Linked DNA regions of Mus musculus: all the other regions are linked to region 7. The links are chromatin contacts, called in public HiChIP or PLAC-seq and promoter capture Hi-C maps. All regions are on one chromosome and are shown on one strand. The core of a region is the stretch at or near the end of the contact, and the rest is flanking DNA. Distances in the headings are between cores, read along the strand shown.

Region 1 (2,880 bases), core at 280-2,779, 3.0 Mb before region 7:
CAAAGGCTGGCTCTGATGAGCTTAAGAGTGACTGCATCCTGAGGCCTCATCAGTGAGTTAATTACCTTAGATGGGTTCATAGTTAGACAGACTGCTGGAAAGGGATGGAAACTGGCACAACCTCTTCTTACCTTTAGGGATATGTGCATGCAGGTGGTACACATGCAGCATGTAGGCAGAACATGCATACACAGGAAATAAAAGTTTAAACATCCAAGTGTTCTCATGTGTGCTATCCTCTGGAGTAACTAACTATAAATTAGATCTACACCTTGTGTCCTTGACCTGCCATTACAAAACTATGTAAAACTCATTAAGACAAGAGTAACATTTTATTTCTTGTGTATCCTCTCAGTTTCTAATAGTACATAGTTACAGTAACAATAGCATAGCTCCTCAATAAGGCAGCTAACGTTCAGTCGTTAAAGAGGTAAGGACCTATAGGTCTCTACAGTCAAGAAAACTGAATCAGCCTCCACTTCATTCATAATTCAGAAAAAGAGTGCACTGAAAGCCAGGCTAGTGACTCATGCCTTCAATACCAGTACTAGGAAGGCAGAGGCAGACACATCTGTGAGTTCGAGGCCAGCCTGGTTGACATAATGAGTTCCAGGACAGCCAGGGTTACATAGTGAGAATCTGGAGAGAAGGGACGGGACGAGAGAAAGAAGTAGAGGGAGAGAGGGAGAGAGGGAGAGACAGACACAGAGACAGGCAGGCAGTCGAGCAGGCAGATAGAATACATCCAGGCCCAATTTTGTCTAAGGACACAGCTTCCAGGACCGCAGTTCACAAATCTTATATTGCTTTTGTTTTCCCTTCACGCTTGCACGACGAAGGATGCAAACTTTGACCGGTTTCCATTCACTGGCCTGATCTTTTGATCAGACACCCTATAGCCTGCATACAAAATCTTGACACATTCTGGGTAGCAGTTAGGGAAGAACACTCTTCCACACATGTGGACCAGCTGCCAGTATAGGGTGGCAAGAAGGGAAAAGGGTTTATGTGACCTCGGGCCTCTTCCCAAGTCTGTCTCTTGGTTTCATTGATCCTTGCCTTGTCGGTACATGTCAAAACCTAAAGGAAGAAAAACTACCAATAAAATAAGGCCCAGTAAGGAGAATGTGTTGTTATTTTAACTAGTGATCTGCATTCAATTCAGGAGGGATTCTAGGGATCCTGAAATGCCAAGCCGATTTGATTGTCCCCACAATCCCAGGCTCCTGCGGACTGGTCATCAGATAGATAGCGGGGCAGGAATTGGTGTCTAGACCGCGGAACAGCTCTCTGTGATCGGTCGGAGCAATCTCAATCGCGAAAGCAAGAAGCTATTAAACGGTCTTCCCGTTGTTGTCCAAGGGTTTAATCCTTACCAAGGTGTGATTGACAAGCATTGCTATCCAATTGAAACTGAGGACAGTACATATAGACCAATGGGAGGACGTAAAGGAGACTGACGTACACACCACCCACCCACCACGCTTTGCGTTGCCTGGAGCCACAGCCAACGTCAGCTATTGAGGACGCCCTTAAGTGCTGAAAGGGCGGCTTTGATTGGTCCATCTTAAATTTCTTAAATGAGCCCCTACTTGTGATTCGTCCAAAGTAGACCAAAGCCTGGATGAAGGGGACAGAGAGCGAGGGGTGAGTCCTGGTGAGGAACCTGAGAGCCGGGTGAGGACCGGAGGCTGGCCCCAGACGCCTGGAAGGTGAGGGCGGGAGGCGCGCGGGCCACCGAAGGTCATCCTGGCCGCAGGCCTGGGATTACTGCTCAGTCCCCAGTGTTCCCAGCTGCGGTGCTGGGAGCTGATGTGTGGTGAACCCTGCAGACTGAATCGCTGCCTGCCCAGTAAAAAGGGCAGGACGCTGAAGCACCCTCTTTCTGTCAGTCAGGTGTCACCTGGTCTTTAGGGGTCGTGACATTTGATTTTGCCCAGAGGTGCATGTGATTAACCAACAAAGATTAGGAGGCATTAGCCTAATGTTTTAAAACCCAAACGAGGCTGAAGTTTCTAAAGTAGGAAAAAAAAAAAAAGTGTAGGCTCTCACTCCTCCAGTTTGTTGATTTTGGGGATAGGCCTTGCTCAATATCCCCGGCAGGCCTCAAACTTATGGTCGGTCCTCTTGCCCCACCCAGCCTTTTGAATGCTAGGATGACAGATGTGTACTACCACATCAGGCCATTCTAACTATTTTTGAAGGTTTGGAATAAGCAATTAAAAAAAAAAAAAGTTAAAAAGAGAGCTGGGCGTAGTAGTGGCGTTAATCTTTAGTCCCAGCAGGCTGGAGGCACAGGCAGTCAAATCTTTGTGAGTTCGAGGCTAGCCAAGTGTACAAAGCTTTACCCGGGAAAAAAAGATATCTCCAGAAAGGCAATCCTGTCCAGTAACCTACCATTTCTATTGCGTTCAAGGACTTGGTCCTGAAATTTGGGGTACGGGCAAGGTATCATCCACCAGCAGCCTTACACCACACTGCCTTATCTGTAATTTCCATCTGCCCCAGACAGCAAACTGTCCTCTGAGACAGGTATTAGTTTTCTCCCTTAAGATTCTCAGCTTGTCTTGCAGAGGTGGCCCATGCCTTTAATCACAGAGGCTGAGAGTTCTCTGAGTTTGAGGCCAACCTGATCTAGTTCCAGGACAGCCAAGGGTACACAAAGAAACCCTGTCTCAAAAACCAAAAACAACCAAAGATCCTCAGCCTGGTGGTGGGCAGGATTTTCATCCAATGAACCCAGGGTGCAGGATGTTTGTTTCTTTGTTTGTTTGTTTTCCCCTGGAAATTGGGTGAAAGGGGCTGTCAAACCAACCTTAGGTGGAGGAAGAATTCAAGACATATAGATTCAAAAGGGTCCGGAGAACTTTATAAGGAACC
Region 2 (2,782 bases), core at 52-2,551, 2.8 Mb before region 7:
CAGGGAGGGGGAGGAAGGGAGAAGGGTCAGCTGTGTTAGGGGCCTCCAGACAAGCTGGCCAGAACAATGAAGAACAAAGCCTGCACGCTTTTCCGCTGAAGCTCAGAGCCTGGCCTTGGCCTTCTGTGAACAGCTCTAGGAAATGGCTGAGATTCCAGATTTGGAAGGAAGAGACTGGTAAACAGGAGCTGGGCTCTGAGGAGAAGGCAGTCTCTCTGGGTTTCAGGGAGGAGCCAATACAGTCAGCTTAGTTGTTGTGTAGGTTGTGTGCTATGTAGCCATAGAAGACAGGTGTCAGACCAGGCCAGCCTTGGAAGGCTTCATTACGACCATCTTCCCCAATCCTAGAACCCATCCCACTGATGATGCTTCAGAGAGTTTCAGTGGTGGGATGTGCACAAAAACACAGGTGATACCCCTGTGTCCATACCTAGTCTATCTCATGCCTAATCTCATTCCAGTTTTACTCTGGATCTGAAGGTGGTGTCTATTATTAATATCCCCATTTTACAGGTATGAAAACTGGCTTTGAGGATGAAGGAATCTGCCCAAGAGCCCACAGACATCATTTCCAAATCTTTTGATGAAAATGCGTACATAGTCCATGGGTTTTCTTTTTCTTTTCTTCTTTTCTTTTTTGAGACAGGGTTTCTCTGTGTAGCCCTGGCTGTCCTGGACCTCACTCTGTAGACCAGGCTGGCCTTGAACTCAGAAATCCGCCTGCCTCTGCCTCCCAAGTGCTGGGATTAAAGGCGTGTGCCACCACTGCCCAGCTAGTCCATGGGTTTTCAAAGCTTAAGGTTCTGAGTCATTCCTACTTTCTAGCCTCCCAAGACTCAGTCTACCTGCTCCTGGGGATTGGACCAGAGATAGACACTTGCTACCTCCTGACCCCCATGTGCCCCTTGCTTTCTTGGCCTGTAAGCCCTTTGGACTCTATCTTCAGCTCCTTACTCCTATGTCTGAGGCTCAACCTCTGGTCTTCCTCCTCCTCTATTAGGTGGCTGGCTAATGGGAAAAAGCCGATAGAGACCAAGATTAAACATATGCTTTGAACAGAGCTGTGGAGTTGGCAGATTGTATGGGTACAATTGGGATCAGTGTGAGGATTTCATTTAAGAAACCCTAACTCAGACATGAAGTAAACCCTTAGCCTGCAGTTAGCATCCCGGGGATTACAGCTGAAGTGTAGAGGTCAGAGAGTTTCTCACCTCTGGTCCCCTCCCAGTTCTCTAAGGCATGAGGGCCAGGCAGGAAGCATCCGTTTCCTCAAAGCTGCTTCCCTACTGGGACAGAGTCTCAGTCACAAACAACTACCACCACCCCACCCCTCCCTTTCTTCCCTTACTGCTGTGAGCTCAGAACAACCGGACAAAAGTGTATGGGACAAGGAGAGGAGCCGAGAGCAGCCATGGGCTCTGGAGGAACGGGCCTCCTGGGGACGGAGTGGCCTCTGCCTCTGCTGCTGCTTTTCATCATGGGTGAGTAGGGCCCTCCCTCTCCTAACCCACGCTCCTGGATTCATGGCAGGATCCACGGTCTGGATCCAAAGCCAGCAGGACAAAGGAGCATCTCTGTTGTCTGGTGCCTTTCTTCTAGTTAGCAGTGAAGTATCAGAGACAAAGATGGGGGTTGAGAGAGAGAGAGAGAGAGAGAGAGAGAGAGAGAGAGAGAGAGAGAGAGAGAGAGTGTGTGTGTGTGTGTGTGTGCGTGCAACAGAGAAAGAGCTATGCAGATCTTGACCTATGGACTCAGACCTTCTCCCCTCCTAGTTAGCTTCTTATTTGGAAATAAATGTTCAGTAAGATAAGCCTACACAAGACTACAGATTCCTACACAAGACATAGAAGGGGTGCAGTACAGGAGTCTCTCTTTCCCTCTTAGGAGGTGAGGCTCTGGATTCTCCACCCCAGATCCTAGTTCACCCCCAGGACCAGCTACTTCAGGGCTCTGGCCCAGCCAAGATGAGGTGCAGATCATCCGGCCAACCACCTCCCACTATCCGCTGGCTGCTGAATGGGCAGCCCCTCAGCATGGCCACCCCAGACCTACATTACCTTTTGCCGGATGGGACCCTCCTGTTACATCGGCCCTCTGTCCAGGGACGGCCACAAGATGACCAGAACATCCTCTCAGCAATCCTGGGTGTCTACACATGTGAGGCCAGCAACCGGCTGGGCACAGCAGTGAGCCGGGGTGCTAGGCTGTCTGTGGCTGGTGAGGCTTGGGAGGGTAGGCCCAGGGGGAAGCAGAGTTAGGCTGAGATGCTTGTGTCCAGGGAAATACGAGAGTCTGTCTGTGAAGGGAGGCAGGGACTGAGGGTCTTGGGATGGAGAACTAGGTTAAACTAGAGATAGAGGGGCAAGGAAGTGGTAGAGCAGAATTGGGTAAGCATGTTCGGATAAGCCATCCATGTTAGGATGTTAGAAGGACTCAGGGTGGGTAGACGTGCTTCCTGCTGATTTGCTGACTTCCCAATAGTCCTCCAGGAGGACTTCCAGATCCAACCTCGGGACACAGTGGCCGTGGTGGGAGAGAGCTTGGTTCTTGAGTGTGGTCCTCCCTGGGGCTACCCAAAACCCTCGGTCTCATGGTGGAAAGACGGGAAACCCCTGGTCCTCCAGCCAGGGAGGCGCACAGTGAGTGAACCCCAATCCTGGGAACTCCTTTGCCCATACATCATCCTGTCCTGGGCACATTGAGCAACTGACCCACCCTCCAACCTCTAAGCTTCTCAAATTGAAGACTTCATGGAGTATCTGAACCTGACAGGTATCTGGGG
Region 3 (3,166 bases), core at 521-3,020, 2.8 Mb before region 7:
GCTAAGGAACAGTTTGTTGAAATACTAAACAACTGTGGGCTGGAGAGATGGCTTAGTGATTAAGAGCACTGACTGCTCTTCCTGAAGGTCCTGAGTTCAAGTCCCAGCAACCACATAGTGGCTCACAACCATCTGTAATGAGATCTGATGCCCTCTTCTGGGGTGTCTGAAGACAGCCACAGTGTACTTACAAATAATAAGTCTTTAAAAAAAAAAAAAAAGAGGGGGGGAGGGTATGGGGGACTTTTGGGATAGCATTGGAAATGTAATTGAGGAAAATATGTAATAAAAATAAATTAATTAATTAATTAATTAAAAAAAGAAAGAAAAAATACTAAATAAAGCCAAAAAAAACTAGCAAAACCACTCTCATTTGTTAGCAAATACTAACAAATATTTACATCAAATATTTACAATCAAATATCAAATATTTACATGTGTAAATAAATCAAATATTTACATTAAATTAAATTAAATTAAATTAAATCAAAAATTAAATTAAATTAAATCAAATATTTACATGTGTAAACTTTTGAAAGGGCATTTCTTCATCTGAAATGCTTCTACCCTGAGTGTACAGCATTTCTATTCCTTCACAGACAATGACCATAGTTCCTCATTCGTTCAACAACTACATCCTAAGGACCTAGTTTACCCCAAAAACAAAAATAAACAAGAAGTTCCTTGGCCCCGTGGAATTTACAACTTCCTCAGAGTCTATCAGGATTAACCTCTTTCTTTTATTTTCTTATTTTCATTTTGCCTGGATCTGCATTTAAAAACTTATAAACTCTGAGCAACTACTTAACATTTGAAGAGTGACCAACTGTCATTCTTCTTATGTTACAGTGTCGGGAAATTGTACACAGTACCTATGCCATTCACAGCAAACAACCATGTTTGTGAAGTAAACTAGCCTACTTGCTGGTATGTAGTAAGAACTAAGTTAATATTTGATTGTGTCAACCAAAGATGAAGCAAGTTTTGGAAAACACATCATTGTTGTATAATTTTGACGCAAGAATATAACCTGTATCAGAATGGAAACAGCATCCTCCAGCAGTTCATCTTTCTTTAAGTACCAAAAATTTAGAGAAGGCTAATAAAAAGGGCTGGCAGCGATCACAGTAACCGGGTCAACTGACACTCACATGTGCTGGAATTCCCGACCAATTTGGTGAGGCAGGTTCCACCCAAGCCCCAACTGGTATTATGGCCTGGTTCCTCTCAGCCAGCACTGCCAAAACGTCCTTGCTCTTCGTGGGATTTAAAGCCAGGGGCAATTTTGTGGGATTCCGAGGCTTCTTGAGGGGCGCCATACCTCCTGGCATTGACTTCTGGTTAGAAGAAAAGAGAAAGAGGGACAAGGCTTAAGACAAGGGGGAAAGGCGTAAAAATTACTTTCTAGAAGGAACGGAGATGAGAGGACGAAAAAACAAGGATTTACTTGGGAGATGAAAGCCTGCCCAGAGGTGAGCATAGGCGGGCGCTAAGGGCAGGGCTTGAGTCTGAGATGACCGCGGGTGGAAAAGCGCCGGCCCACGGCATGGGGCTGGAGGGGAGTCTAAGGCCCGGGCAGGAGCCGGGGGTCTTAAGAAGCCTGGGCACAGGAGGTGGGGGGCGTCTGAAGCCCGGCCAGGAAAGCGGGGTCCTGTGAGGCTCCAACAGTTGGATAGGAGACCTGTGAAGCCTGGAGCCTGCCGCGATCCGGTCCGTCTCACACACAGACTCAAACTCCGCGGGCTGCTACGCAAAGGACAAACAGCAAACTGCCACCCCGGGGCCCACGCCTGCCCTGCCTCTTCCGCATTTGTCACCCGTCTTGGGCTGGGGAGGCGGGAATCCGAGCGCGGGGATTACGTCACTTCCGCTTCCTGCCCTTTGGTTGGGGAGGACTAGAGCGGGTTGTTGAATCCGGCAGCGAGCTTAGACTCGGCCTCTCTTTGGATACTGGCGCTGTAGTCTTCTCAAATCTCGAAGTGAGAGGTCTGACATGATGAACAGGCGAGTAAGCGTTCACCGCTGAGGAAATCTCGGGAATAGACAGAGCAGTTCTCAACCTAAGGGTCGCTACCTCTGGGGGTCGCATATCAGATATCCTGCAATGAGATATTTTACATTACAGTTCATAGCAGGAGCAAAATTACAGTTATGAAGTCGCACCCAAATTTTATGGTTGTAGGTCACCACAACATAAGGAACTGTATTAAAGAGTCGCAGTATTAGGAAGGTTGAGAACCACTGGGCAAGAACATGTTGCCAGTGGATCCTTGAGAAGCAAACCAAGCCAACAATCAACCAGACTGCGCTTTTATGCAGCCCCTAAGGTTTACAACGCTATTTCGTGATTACCTTTGACATGTTCTTGTGTGTGACCATCACAACTCACTCCAAACAATGCTTGGGATATTTCATTAAACCCAAAAGACATACACTCATTTTACTCAAGGTGTATATTCGTGCTGGGGGTTGAACCAAGGGCCTCTGGCATTCTAGGCAAGTGCAGCAGTGGAAACCCTAGCTGCCTTAATAATTTTGCTTTTAAGTTAGGGTCTCACTAAGTTGCCCATGCTGGACTTGAACTCACTGTGTAGCCCAGGCCTCGAACTTGCAATCCTCCTGCCTTAGCCTTCCCAATGGCTGCCGTTACAGGCACGTGTCACCCTGCTTTACTTCAACATACCTTATTGCAAGCATTTTATATATCAGTATGTTTTCTGGTTACTCCAGATACTCCCAGTGAACAAAGATCCCTTGTTTGGAGAATTTAAAATCCATTGGAGAATTTACACTGACATTGATAGGACATTTCCAGAGAAGACATCACTAGGGCAATTGAAGTTGATCTTTGAGTTTTGTTTGTATTTCATTTTACTCAGTACTGGAAGTTAAGCCCAGGGCTTCATACATGCTGGTCAAGAACTATATACCCTGCCAACTTTTTTTAACTAGTCTACTTTTAAACAGAAACTATATATGATCATAGAACAAGCCTTTATACTCTTCAAGGGAGGGTTTTAGGTATATAGTTGATTGTTTCACAGCTTTTAATGGGATCTCCTAGGTAGTTCAGGTTCCTCCTGCCTCAGCTTCCCAAGGGCTGGAATAACAGTCACAAAACATCATACCCAGGTATAGGATGATTCCAGGTAGGAGCTGGAGAGAT
Region 4 (3,111 bases), core at 372-2,871, 2.7 Mb before region 7:
AAAACAAAAAACAAACAAAACAAAACAAACCAAAACCAACCAACAAACAAACAAACACCCCCCCCCCCTTTTTTTTAAATTATCTTGCGTGGGGCCTGGAGAGATTACTCATTAGTTACTCTTACAAGGGACTCAGAACCTGCAGATGGCTTGCAAGTCTTGTAATTCCAGTTCTAAGGGATCTGATGCCTTTTGCTGACCGTTACCAACATCAGGCCCCTTCACACATACACACATAGGCAAACGTTTATACACATAAAACTAAACGAACACATTTTAAAATGAAGTTTAATTTTGTGTGTAAGTGTGGGGATATGGGTGGCATGTCCCATGTATGACGGTCAAAGAACAAGTCATGAGAGCAGGTTGTCTTCAGTCATTGGGCGGGCTTGGCAGCAAATACCTGTACTGGTTGAGGCATCTTTCTGCCACTACTGAGGTTTTAAAGTTAATGATCTGAGATAAACAGGATTTCCAGCTTTAAAGAATATGGAAATTGACTAGGTGGTGGTGGCAGCTCAGGCCTTTAATCCCAACATTCCAGAGGCAGAGGCGGCAGGCGGAGTTTGAGGCCAGCCTGGTCTATAGACTTAGTTCCAGGACAGCCAGGATAACACAGAAAAACCTTGTGTCAAAAACCAAAATAATACCACACAAACAAGGTTATATCTTATAGCTATATGATACTTCAATGTTCAAGACTTTACGGAAATATTCAGGAGTGAGTGATGAGTGCTAATTTACTACTAGGTCACAGGAACAGTTTCATTTCCTTGAACTTGACTGGGAAATTTTAAACCAGTCCCAAATCCCAGTGGACTGAGGTACCGGAGTAGCTATTCTGCTGGGCTCTGGAGCTCTTTCATGTCCCCATTATAGATACTGTATAAAAGCAAGAAAGACATTTACTTTATCATTGGCTACACAGTTACTCAGAGGAACAAGAAAACAAACGAAACGAAGCTTGTGGGTGTGGCTCAGTGACAGGGTGTTTGCCTAGCAGAACACGTGAGTGCAATCAGAGTTGCTATAGAGGCTGAGTTTCTTGAAAAGCTAAAGCGTGCAAACTCTAACTCATATCTGTTCTCGAAAGTCTTGTCCAGAACCACTGCAAGCAGCCTTCCCGCTTTGCCTTCCTCCACATACCCTTTGTAGGGTTTCCTAGTCTCCAGTCTGGACCTCGGTTCCCGTACCTAAAGGCGGGCTTAGAGGGAGGATAGGCTCAGGGGCGGAGACAGGAAAACAGAAATAGCCAATTCGTCCTTAATTCGAGGCCCTCGCGGGCCTCACCCCTGTTGTGAGGGTTGAGATTGGAAAGGAAGTGGGGAGGCTCCAACCAGTCCTTCACTCCCGCGCCCTCATGCCCCCACCCTTCTCTGCTCGGAGCTTGGGTGCGCCGGGTCCCAGCTTCTCCTCCCGGGAGAGGAGCGGCCGGCACCAGCTGGCTGGAGGGGAAAGGCGAAGATTTGCGGGCTGCTTGGGCCAGCCAGACACATCCTCCGGGCCCTCTGACCGCGGCGAGCCACTCAGCCCCGAGCCAGGCCCCAGGGCAGCCCCGGAGACCCCGGTGGCCGGATGCAGGGGTGCGTCACTTCCGGGCGGTGCAGCGGCGGCGGCTTGGAAGATGGCTGCGCCCTGTGGCTCGGAGCTGCCCGCCAACTCGCCGCTCAAAATTCCGAAGATGGAGGTGCTTTCCCCGGCGTCTCCCGGCGACCTGAGCGACGGGAACCCATCGCTGTCCGACCCTTCCACGCCTCGGGGAGCCTCCCCTCTCGGGCCCGGCAGCGCGGCGGGCTCGGGGGCCGCGGCGTCCGGGGGTCTCGGGCTGGGGCTGGGGGGCCGCGGCGCTGCCTCGTCCTCGGTCTCCTTCTCGCCCGGCGGCGGCAGTGGCGGGGCTGCGGCGGCCGCTGCCGCCGCCTGCCGGGGTATGTCGTGGACGCCGGCAGAGACGAACGCGCTCATCGCTGTATGGGGCAACGAGCGGCTGGTGGAGGCGCGGTACCAGCAGCTGGAGGGAGCCGGCACGGTATTCGGCAGCAAGGCCCCTGGGCCGGCCATGTACGAGCGCGTGTCCCGGGCCCTGGCCGAGCTGGGCTACGAGCGGACCCCGTCCCAGTGCCGGGAGCGCATCAAGGTAACCGGCCGCTCTGCCCGGGGCTGCGAACCAGAGGCAGAGAAGGCGGGGAAACGGGCCTGGGGGCGGGGGCCGGGCCGAGCGCGGGGCTCCCCTCCCGGGCCCCGGGTATCCCTTGTGTCTGCTCCGCCTCTTTCTTCTCTCCCTGGGAAGGGGCGCTTCTTTCCAGATGGCCGCCAGCCCGTAGGTTTCCTGAGTTTGAAGTTGGGCGTGTCTGCCGCCGCCCCTCTTTCTTGCCAATTGAGGATGTTCCTGCGCTCTGAAGTTGGTAGTTTCTCTCATTGTGCGCGGGGCCCGCAACTGTCGCGGGTGCTGTCGCCCGCACTGCTTTGTTCCCAGATAGAGGGGCTCCCAGACTGAAGCTTTCCAGCTGGGATGGAATTGAGGAAGGGTAGCAGAGGGCCGGATGAGCGCCCAGTGTAAGATTTTTTTCCTTTGCTGAAGTTTCAAGAATAGAGCATTGGGACGGCTGGCCTTTTGTGTCAGTCGCTTTGCTTGTCAGTTGAGGTGATACAAGGACTAGCAAGATTTGAGGTGCTTTTGGAGAGCTGGAAAGGCTTAGTGAAAGAAAGGTCGTGTATTGTTATCGTGGAGGTAGAGGACAGTAGAGGACACCTTGAACGTTAGTCTGCTTGAAGGTTCTTTTGGAATTTGGACTGGCGATCTTTTCAGAGTCAGGTTGCCTTGAGAGTCAGGAGGCTTCTAATTCTGAGGAAGCCCTCTCTTGTCACCCAGGTTTTTTCTGCTTTAGTTAGGGTGCCCGGATGCGGACAAGTAAAACCGAGTATGCATCTGGCCATCCTTATGCATCAGCATGTTTAAATGTGGAGGCTTAATGTGGGTTAATTTTACCATCAGCCTGCATATCGGTTTACTGTTTCTAATGCGTTGTCTAGGCCTTCGTATCTGCCTTTGCAGACAAGGAGCTGTACTTTAGTTAAGCTCTTCCCTCTTACTAGTGTCTGCTCAGAGTTTCT
Region 5 (3,092 bases), core at 383-2,882, 2.7 Mb before region 7:
ATGTGTGTGTGGCTACCTGATAGTGCAATGAATGGTATTTATACCATCTGTAATGGCTTCTAGTGTTGTCAGCACAAGGCATTTGCCAAACTGTTTCAGTCAACATGGACATCCTTGATTTAACATCAAATTGCCAAGTCATGCTCACTATTAGCTACGTGGTGACTTGCATACTGTTAAGTTCCTTGAAGATAGAGACTTCCTAATCTGAGTCATACAGGAGGTTCACTGACACAATCTTATGCAATTCAGAATACCCCTGTCTGTTCTTTGTAGCACTAAGATTTCCTGCTGAGAGCACTGACTCTTGGCCCAACTTCTTTAAATCCACACTGGTCCAATTAAGAGGCTACATGTAGTTTTTGTTTGCTTGTATCCCTGTATGTCAAGTGCTCCAGTTTCTTATTTGGGAAGTATTGATCAGGTTTTAGCTATAGCCTGTGTACATCAGCAGCAAGTTGTGTAATGAGTTTTAGTAGGAAATGCCCTTCCGCCTAGTGAAGTGCTCAGGTGCCGCTGAGAAAGTTCAGGCAGGATTGGCAGTGTAAATTTGCTTCCCTTGCTTAAGGGAAAAAAATACAGAGATCCTGCCAATGACAGAGAAATGGAGAAAAGAACTGAGATATTATTGTATTTTCTATATTAATGCTGCTTTAATTTCTTCCAAATGTTAGAAGGGAAAAGGAAAGAGGCCCTCAAATTGTTAAGATTATTAGCCATATGTAAAAGAATATGCAGATTTGAAGAATAAGAATAGATGCTAAATGATCTTGTCTTTTTACGGCCTGAGCAACGGCAGTGCATCATAGCCCTGTTTGCTGTGAAGAGTTAAGTCCCCAGGCTGTGAGAAACGCAGAATATGCTGATCCTTGTATTTGGGGGAATAATTACTTACCCTGTAAAACCTACATAGGAAACCTAAATAGGGCAGAATCATTTCCATTCTTGTTCTTTTAAAATCATGTTTGCATCGAAATTAAGCTTTAAGCTCCTCGCTTGAAATCCACTGGTGACCTTGAAGAGTTTTATGCTTGTGGAACCTGGTTTCTGATCTTGCATATAAATGTTTGCATCTCATTATATAAAGTTACATTTTTAAATCTGGTATGGGACAGTGTTAGACACCAGGATAAAGGAAGTACAGAACAGGCAGTAAATAGAGCTACTTATTCACATAAATGTATACCACCACTTAGGAAAATATAATTTGTTTTACAATTCTTTGTTTTTCAGATGAAATGCCAGTTTCAAAGAGAACGTTAAAAATAAAACAAGAGTCTTCTGAAGAGGCACAGTAAGTAGATGCTCCATTTTTTTACCAATGTGTCTAAATCTAGTGACCTGGGAGGATCATGGGTCGCTAGGCATGATACAGAGCATGAGTGCATTTCTGCTCAGTCTTCAGCATTGGGGACCTGAACCGCTGAATGTTCCATACAGGAGGAAGGAGCGATTGTTCCATGAAGATGTGTGTTTCCTTGTGTAGTTTGCATTTCTACATGCTTACTAAAGACAAGATGAGCCACAGCGCTTGGATTTACATGGGGCTGGGCGAAATGGTAGGAGGGCCAAGGGGATGTTTAAATTCTTTTATTACAGTTTGAGAACCAGAAAGGAAGCTCTTAGGTGACCTACTTACACACGTAGAGAACAGCTCCTGGAAGACACACTGAGAATATTCAGGATAGAGCCTGTCGCTAGCCCAACTGTTGTTCTCCCCCAAAGAGTTAACGCCATCTGTTAGATCCACAGTTCTTTTTAGTGGCTTTAAATGAGTTCCATATCAACGCCATTAAAAAGACTAAAAGATGAAGTTCGGGGCTAAATGAAGAGCACCACTCATTTTTCTTCCTGGTAACATTGGATTCTTAGCACACGTGACTTGTGTGATGCATTCCACAATGTGACTTGAAATTTGCTAGACAGAGGAGAAGACAGGCTGCAGATAGCTAGCTAATAACCGCAGGAAGGCAAGTCAGCTCAGCAAGCTAGCGCGGCAAGTCTTTCTTTGCAGTGTGTCTTTAAATGAAAGAGTCCCCAGTGGTGTTGAGTAATCCTGTACCTGGGGAAAGGGTGAGTATTCAGGAATAAGAAAGTGTCCCCTAGTCCTCTTCAAAAGCAGGATGTGACACAAATCAGCAAACGCAAAGCCAACTCTTACTGAGAGGAGGTAGTTACCTTTTTGAAATAGTGACATCAAAGTAGACAGGAAGGAAAACCGGTAGCTTAACTTAATTCTCATTGCACATGCTGGCTACAGTGCATTTATGGGGGTCACAGGCTCTCTCACCTTTACATGGGGCCAAGGATTGAACTCGAGTCATCTGGCTTACATAGCAAGGGCTCTGCCCTCGGAGCCATCTCACTAGCCCTGGCAAATGATTTTTAAAGTGATTTTTAAATCCATACTTTTAAATTCCTCACTCTCCAAAAATGCCTCTGCTTTGTAACTAAAGTGCCCTATGTCTCCCACATAGCCACTTGGGATCTTCAGGACATGGTCATTTGATGTAACTAGGTATAGACCCATCACAGAGTTGCCACTAGCCTTAAACCCTGGAACCTTTTTTGGCATTGGATCTTCAGAACCCGGGAAGTGGGCAGTTTTCAGGAACTACTCAAATAAGTATGGTGCCAAATTGTTCCAAGCTTCTGAAACACTGTCGTGCTGAGTCCAGCAGAACTCTGGTGTGCTTTTTCTCTGGTGCCAGCTCACTAAGGAGTGAGAGGATCTGAAGAGCTTCCAGTTGGCCATTTGTACCTCAGTCTGGCACTTCTGAGATTCTCTGTAGTGTCTGACTTGCTCAGAAAATGAAGTATCAAATAAAATACAGATATCTTGATCTGGGTAGTGGGTTGGGTTTTATTTGGTTTTCTCCTTCCTTCCCCACCTGCCCCCTCCCCAGCATCTATGTGATTAGTTTACTGACTAATCCATGCTTCATTAAGATTATTCCCCAATCTTGTTTCATTAACTTTTGTTTTCTAAGTGTCTGCTGTATGTAAGGCATTAAAATACATCAGTGAGCAAGATGAACACAATTCTTCACTCTCCTCCATCTCCTAGTGTATTCCTCCTTGAGATTAATAAA
Region 6 (2,798 bases), core at 27-2,526, 2.6 Mb before region 7:
GTGTGTGTGCATGTACACAAATGTACACGTGTGTATATGTTTGTACAGGTTGAGTGTGTGAGTATGTGGACAGAGGATAACTTGACCTTTTTAGGAAGGCCATCTCTCTTATTTTTACTTATTGTAGTTTATTAATATTGCATGTTCCTACTGTGCATGTATGGAAGAGCATATGTTCTCTGTCACCCATGTGGAAGTAAGAGAACAACTTTTTGGAGTCATTTTTCACTGAGCTGGAGCTGGTCAAGTGAGCTAGATGCCAAGTGAACCCCAGAGATCCATGACTTGTGTCTGATATATTTTATGATAATTCTTGGGGGTTTGATTTAAGGTCTTCCTGCTTAGAAGCAAAGCACTTTCCCCACTGAGCCACCTCCTCAACTCCCAGGACATGTCTTAAAATGTGGTCTTCAGATGACTAGACAAACCCACCAGTAACTTCTTTAAACACTCAGATTTAGGCCAATTTCTATGCCTCCAAAGGCAAAGTGTGTGTGTCAGTGGTGAGACCGGCCTGGATTCCCTTCATTTTAAACAAAGTTCTACAGATGATTCTCAGGACAGCAAAATTTACATGTCCCTGAGTTAGAGGATGACAGTTGCCTAAGGGATGTTTCTAGCCTCTGTGTGACTTTGCTTGTACCCTTCAGGGAGGATGCAACCGCTCCTGGGGTTTTTGAGCAAGCTTCTATGAGAGCCGATCATAGCAAAGAGCTCCTGGAGAAGTCTCCATGTGCCAGCACCATGACCACCACTAAGTCCAAACTCTCTATGGTTGTCTGACTTCTGATCGCTGAGGGTGGTGAGCGTCCATGTTAATAATTAAAGCCTAAACCATGCCACCTCGTTCTCCTTTCTAGTGGTGAATTCCTCTTCAAAGAGTGCTATCAATAAGGGAAGGAATGAATTTGAAATCCCGGAGACCGTGCTGCCTTGGGAAGTTCCGGCTGGGTCAAAGGGATAGGCTTCAACCTAGGTGTCTTTGTATAGCTCCTACTCTTTTACCCCACGCCTGGTCTCTGAGTTTTGGTTTGACTAAATGAGATTTGTTCCGGCTTCCGTTAGTGGCCTTATGCAAACCCTGCTCCCCCTACTTCCCATTCCCTCCCGCCCCCCACCCTGCACCCCTCTGTACACTTAGACATTCCTCTTTATTATTCACATTCCAACCCAGTATGGTAACATGCACACGCAGAGATTAAAAACCTTCCAGCCACAACCCCAGGAGCCCAACGGGGGAGAGGCTATCATGGGGCGGGGCTGCGGAAGTCTCCTCCTGCCGGAGCCTCCAGGCGCTCAGGAGGCTTTTGCATAAACAAAGAAGAGCGGGAGGGGCTGCTCTCAGGGTGCGTTTTCAAGAAAAAAGAGGGTGACAGGCAGGTATGGGATAGGACTTCACTTTCCATTTGAGCAAGGGAAATTATCAGATAACCATGAAAACCTCCTCCCCTCTTTCCTAGCCCCAGGTTTAGGAGGTTGAGGTTAGGCTAGGGTGGAAAGACGCGGGCGCCCCCTTTCGTTGCCCACAGAACGAAAGGACTTGGTGGTTGCTTTTTTTTTTCTTTCTTTCTTTTTCTTTTTTTCTTTCTTTTTTTGAGAGTATTTGGGCGACGCATTGGGCGCCCTCTGCAGTACGCGCAGCGAAGCGCACCGAGGCTGCGGAGGCAGAGCTGCATGCTGGGCGCGTGGACAGGTGGGCGTGAAGCAAAAGGACATTTTTGGGAGTATGGGGTTTGGGACGAGGGTGGGGAGAAAAGGCAAAAGGAGACCACGTTAGACTGAAGAGCTAAAAAGGGCACGGACTTGGCTACGCCAAGACGAAGCCAGCCTGGGAGAGGGAGTCTCTGGGACGCGGCGGGGGGAGGGGGGGGGCTCCTGAAGCTGGCTGGTTGGTGGGAAGGAGGGGCTCACAAACACAGTAGGGAAGTCTTGTCACTGCGAAGGGGACGCGGCATCCGACTCTCCTCTGGAACTGAGGAAAGAGAAGGTCTGAGAATCTGCCTTCCGCTGGTACCATTTCCCTCTCCCTTTCGGGGAGTGTCATCCAGACCCCCTCCCTGACTCACTGAGCTGATGTGTGCCCCAGGGCAACTACGTGAGTGAGGCTCCCTGTGCTCATGACCCTCGGCCGAGCTTGTGCAGTCAAATGAGGGTGACTGTGTGTACGTGTTGGTCCAAGTGTGTCCCTGCCGCAGCCTCAGGCGTCTGGACATACCAGAGGCCTGCAAAGTTATGTTCCTTAGCCAGGAGGGGTTCAGGGCTAGCAGAGAGAAGGACTAGGGAACTGGGTCATTTCTCCCACCCAGCCTACTCCCCTACAAACTCTGCTGCTTTGGTTACCTTCTAAAACGTTCAGCTCTTCGGTCCAAGATGAAGCAGACAAGAGGAAGGGAGAAACAGGTTAGCTCTTGGCAAATCAGCATCCTTGGCCTTCTCCCACCTACTTGTCTGAGTAGTCTAGGTCCCCACCCTTAACTACCTTCACCATCTTCTCCACTCCCAGCCCAACCTTAGACTTCCCCAGCTTTTTCCAAGCAGGCCTGGAAGATGAGAACCTCCCGCCTGCGAAGCACTCCAGGCAGCCTCACCTGGCCTAGTCTCCGCTGGGGCCGCCGCCCGCGCCTCCCCGGGCGCCCCCAGCTCCGCCTGGTCCCCCGGGGCCCGGTCCCTTCCGGCCACACTCTCCGCTCTTTATCTTCTTCCTCGCCATGTGGCCCCGGAAACTCGCCTGGATTTTGGCTGCAGCGGCGTTGGCTCCGGGATCATCCAGCGGGATGTCAAGAATATCGTCGTCTGGC
Region 7 (2,774 bases), core at 240-2,739:
TAGCCCCATTAACGATAGAATTTTAAAATGCACTAAGAAGAAACCTCAAAGACAATTTTATTAGACAAAACAAAAAACAAAAAACAAAAAACAAAAAAAAAACAGAGCAGGCAAACTAAATTTCAGTTTCAGCCCCTGCCTAGAAAAAGAAAATGGACAAGAGGAAGAAAACAAACCTGTCATTGTAAGCAGTCACATAGTGCAGCAGAGGGAGGGATACTTCAGAAAATAATAGAAAGGCTCCAAGTAACAGAAAAAGCATACTTTGGCTCTGTCCAGTGTCCTCAGATAAAGATTTAAAAAAAAAAAAAAAAAAAAAAAAAAAAAAAAAAAAACGAAGGGGAGGAGGAGGGGGAAGAGGAACAGGAAGAGGAAGAGGAGGAGGAGGGGAAAAGTATACCTTAGTCAGGACTCAGAAGGGCAGACAGACCTGCCCATTCTGGCACTGACTGCCTGAACTGAACAGAATCAGGTTTCTGAAAAAGTACATTATCTATCTCATTAAAGGGATACCGTCACCAACTCCCATGTCTTTTACCACGGTATTAAGTGAACTTGCATTCTGGTGGGGTGGTCAGGTGATTGGCTGGGCACAACTGGATTAAATCTCACGATTGCTCGGTCTTCAGCCAGGCTAGAGGTAGACTCCATCCACTCCTTTGACCGAAGAACAGTCTTCCAGTTGGGGCTTCAACAAAGCTTTGATCAAGGGTGTTGTAACACCCTCTGCAGAACACAGCTGCCTCTCTAGCAAAAGCAATTAACATGTCCAGTTCAAAGTATGCTAAGCAGTCTCGAGCAGTTTGTCCCATGAACGGAAACGGTTTTCAAGAAATGGCTGAAAGGAGAAGACTTGCACATGTCACCATGTGACATTCAGGGCAAGATGGACTATAGAAGTGTTAGGGACAAAGACAAAAATGAACAACTTAGATCAGGGAAGACAGTGGCAAAGAGGCACCAAAATAGCACACAAAGGTTAATAGACAACACCACCATTTCCTTACTGAGCTTCAGTCTACCTTCCAGTTTTTAGTTCTAAGACCAACAGTTTGTGTTTTTTCAAGACGGACAGAGTTGACAGGCAGATGTTCTGGCGGCCCGGCAACAGCTGTGCATGAAGGAGCCAGCATTCAAATCTAAACCTTTCTTTTTTTATTCTTCCATGCTTGAAGGAAAAGAAAACTGCGTGGGAAGGAGGGGATTCTCTTGTGGAGATGTAGATACCAAAACCAACATGAAAGATGAAAACAAAACCCTGTAGGAAGTGGACAATGAATACCACGCCTAGGAAGGTGATGGGTTTGCCGCAAAGGGGACTGGCCATAGAGGGCAGCAGTCCAGGGAATGCTTCCCGGCATGGGTCTCACTGGAGAAGCCCCAGGCTTCGACCAACAGGAACACAACGAGTGGACCAAACCTCCTACAGCCTAGACAGGCTCCAGCACCCCTTGGAGGTGGGGCGAGTGGTCGCTTCCGGTTCCGGGCGCAGAGGACCCACGTGTTCCGACCCGCTGGGCCCCGCGCGACTCGGATCCCGCTCGGCTCTTTCGGCCGGGAGTGGGTGGGGGAGCACCGGGCAGGGGAGGAGCCGCCGGAGCCGCGGGAGACGTGAGTGTCGGGGACCTGGCCGGCGAGCGGGCACCGCAGCGGGCGGGGAGGGAAGGGCAGGAGCATTGGGAGGGGCAGCAGACCCCGCCCCCCCGGCGCCGGGGGACAGCGCCTGCCAGGGAAGGGGTGGCGGCGGGGTCCCCGCGGCCTGGGCGTTGTAACCATGTCACCTCCTCGCGGCCAGAGCCGGGACGTCCGGAGACAAGGGTGGCACTCCAGGCTTCTCTGCCCAGCCACCTCCTTCCGCCCCCTCTGGGGGCCTGCGGACATGCACTGTGCCCCTCGGATTGCGTCCATACCAACCGCTCCGGTGCGCTAGAAGCCAGTGGGGTGTAGCCTAGGCCCCTTGACGCCCACCTTCCCCTCTCTTCAGACTTTTCACTCTGCATCGCACATTGCTCCAGAGCCCTCCCTGCAGGTTTTGCCTTCCCTCCTTCCCAGCGAACCCCGCCCCCTTCACATGCGATCTTATCACCTGTGATCCTTGCCAGTCCTTGGCCGTCTAGCGTGTGGCTCTCACCTGGCTTAGTGACAGGCTCAGAACTTCCCTGTAGAGCTAGAGGCTACTGTCTGCACTGTCTGAACTTCTTTCTTCCTACCCCTGACAACCAGCTCGGGGACCTCTTCTCCAGCTCATCTCACCATCTGCGGGACTTTCCATAGTGGACTGAAAGTTTGCTAGTTTTTTATTCCATGGCCGACCTGGTCCTCTCACACACTTTCCCCTGGGCTGTGGCTGTCTCGTATTCTACACATGGATAGCGCTGTCTTTTCTCTGTGCAGAACTCCCCAAAGGGAGATCTCTAGGTCCAGCTTATCGTCTTGGTCGTGGTTAGGAGTGCCACATCTAGGGTTTTGCTGTCAGGTTATTCTGTCCATAGTCTACAGGTGAAAGGCAGTAGGGAAAGCTTGGGGCAACGAAGTCACAAGGCATCTCTCTGTGCAGCTTTTTCTTTGAAGCAGCCCCATGGACCTTAATCCAGAAAACAGTTTCAATGAAGTGTCAGGATGGCTGTGAGAAGCTTGCTAGGAGAAGCAAGTGACAGTGGGATATTTGGAGGCCATCAAATATCTTGAGTCACTTTCTGCTATTGCTGCCTAACATAAAAGGGTTAGGAGGAAGGCAGTACATTTTTCTTCTAAGACAGCTGCTGACCTTTCCT

The links. Promoter capture Hi-C pulls out the DNA fragments that hold promoters and counts their contacts. HiChIP or PLAC-seq counts read pairs in DNA pulled down with a chosen protein or histone mark.
Region 1: a contact with region 7 is called in a promoter capture Hi-C map of pre-B cells, with 2.4 times the contacts expected there. The contact joins the promoter of Tmem218 here to the promoter of Zfp202 in region 7. A contact is called at or near these places in 5 of 39 promoter capture datasets (hematopoietic stem and progenitor cells, hippocampal neurons, liver and 2 more).
Region 2: an H3K27ac HiChIP or PLAC-seq map of embryonic stem cells shows a contact between it and region 7, with 12 times the contacts expected there. The contact joins the promoter of Robo4 here to the promoter of Zfp202 in region 7. A contact is called at or near these places in 5 of 39 promoter capture datasets (cranial neural crest, embryonic stem cells, hippocampal neurons and 2 more) and 1 of 115 datasets of contacts at active chromatin or transcription factors (embryonic stem cells).
Region 3: a contact with region 7 is called in an H3K27ac HiChIP or PLAC-seq map of embryonic stem cells, with 12 times the contacts expected there. The contact joins the promoter of Ccdc15 here to the promoter of Zfp202 in region 7. A contact is called at or near these places in 3 of 39 promoter capture datasets (the C10 cell line, cranial neural crest and liver) and 1 of 115 datasets of contacts at active chromatin or transcription factors (embryonic stem cells).
Region 4: a promoter capture Hi-C map of hippocampal neurons shows a contact between it and region 7, with 5 times the contacts expected there. The contact joins the promoter of Msantd2 here to the promoter of Zfp202 in region 7. A contact is called at or near these places in 14 of 39 promoter capture datasets (the 3T3-L1 cell line, 3T3-L1-derived adipocytes, the C10 cell line and 10 more) and 1 of 115 datasets of contacts at active chromatin or transcription factors (astrocytes).
Region 5: a contact with region 7 is called in a promoter capture Hi-C map of hippocampal neurons, with 5 times the contacts expected there. The contact joins the enhancer-like site here to the promoter of Zfp202 in region 7. A contact is called at or near these places in 5 of 39 promoter capture datasets (embryonic stem cells, hippocampal neurons, liver and 2 more) and 2 of 115 datasets of contacts at active chromatin or transcription factors (embryonic forebrain and embryonic stem cells).
Region 6: a contact with region 7 is called in a promoter capture Hi-C map of hippocampal neurons, with 5 times the contacts expected there. The contact joins the enhancer-like site here to the promoter of Zfp202 in region 7. A contact is called at or near these places in 4 of 39 promoter capture datasets (the C10 cell line, cranial neural crest, hippocampal neurons and 1 more) and 2 of 115 datasets of contacts at active chromatin or transcription factors (acute myeloid leukemia and embryonic stem cells).

Annotation. Positions count from the first base shown.
Region 1 is chr9:37,206,694-37,209,573 of GRCm38.p6, forward strand. It overlaps Tmem218 (transmembrane protein 218), which reads left to right and starts at 1,530. Exons shown (of 4, transcript NM_025464.3): 1 at 1,530-1,712.
Region 2 is chr9:37,400,671-37,403,452 of GRCm38.p6, forward strand. Robo4 (roundabout guidance receptor 4) reads left to right here and starts at 1,302. Exons shown (of 18, transcript NM_001309390.2): 1 at 1,302-1,481; 2 at 1,885-2,217; 3 at 2,482-2,639; 4 at 2,773-2,782. The coding sequence starts at 1,412.
Region 3 is chr9:37,346,587-37,349,752 of GRCm38.p6, forward strand. Ccdc15 (coiled-coil domain containing 15) reads right to left here and starts at 1,771. Exons shown (of 16, transcript NM_001081429.2): 1 at 1,448-1,771; 2 at 1,152-1,337. The coding sequence starts at 1,331.
Region 4 is chr9:37,487,700-37,490,810 of GRCm38.p6, forward strand. Msantd2 (Myb/SANT-like DNA-binding domain containing 2) reads left to right here and starts at 1,622. Exons shown (of 4, transcript NM_146222.2): 1 at 1,622-2,134. The coding sequence starts at 1,625.
Region 5 is chr9:37,517,494-37,520,585 of GRCm38.p6, forward strand. It overlaps Msantd2 (Myb/SANT-like DNA-binding domain containing 2), which reads left to right. Exons shown (of 4, transcript NM_146222.2): 3 at 1,234-1,294. Among named protein-coding and RNA genes, the nearest start is that of Esam, 9.0 kb to the right of the region's middle. Within about 2 kb of position 1,633, at least 10 of the 459 cell types and tissues checked have an H3K27ac peak or open chromatin away from gene starts, as enhancers often do. A contact at or near this core is called in hippocampal neurons, where this site is marked.
Region 6 is chr9:37,543,360-37,546,157 of GRCm38.p6, forward strand. It overlaps Vsig2 (V-set and immunoglobulin domain containing 2), which reads left to right. Exons shown (of 7, transcript NM_020518.2): 7 at 651-846. The coding sequence ends at 783. It overlaps Nrgn (neurogranin), which reads right to left. Exons shown (of 4, transcript NM_022029.2): 2 at 2,589-2,798; 3 at 2,341-2,358; 4 at 1,134-1,972. The coding sequence ends at 2,594. Among named protein-coding and RNA genes, the nearest start is that of Vsig2, 5.5 kb to the left of the region's middle. Within about 2 kb of position 1,277, at least 100 of the 459 cell types and tissues checked have an H3K27ac peak or open chromatin away from gene starts, as enhancers often do. A contact at or near this core is called in embryonic stem cells, where this site is marked.
Region 7 is chr9:40,190,827-40,193,600 of GRCm38.p6, forward strand. Zfp202 (zinc finger protein 202) reads left to right here and starts at 1,490. Exons shown (of 7, transcript NM_030713.2): 1 at 1,490-1,611.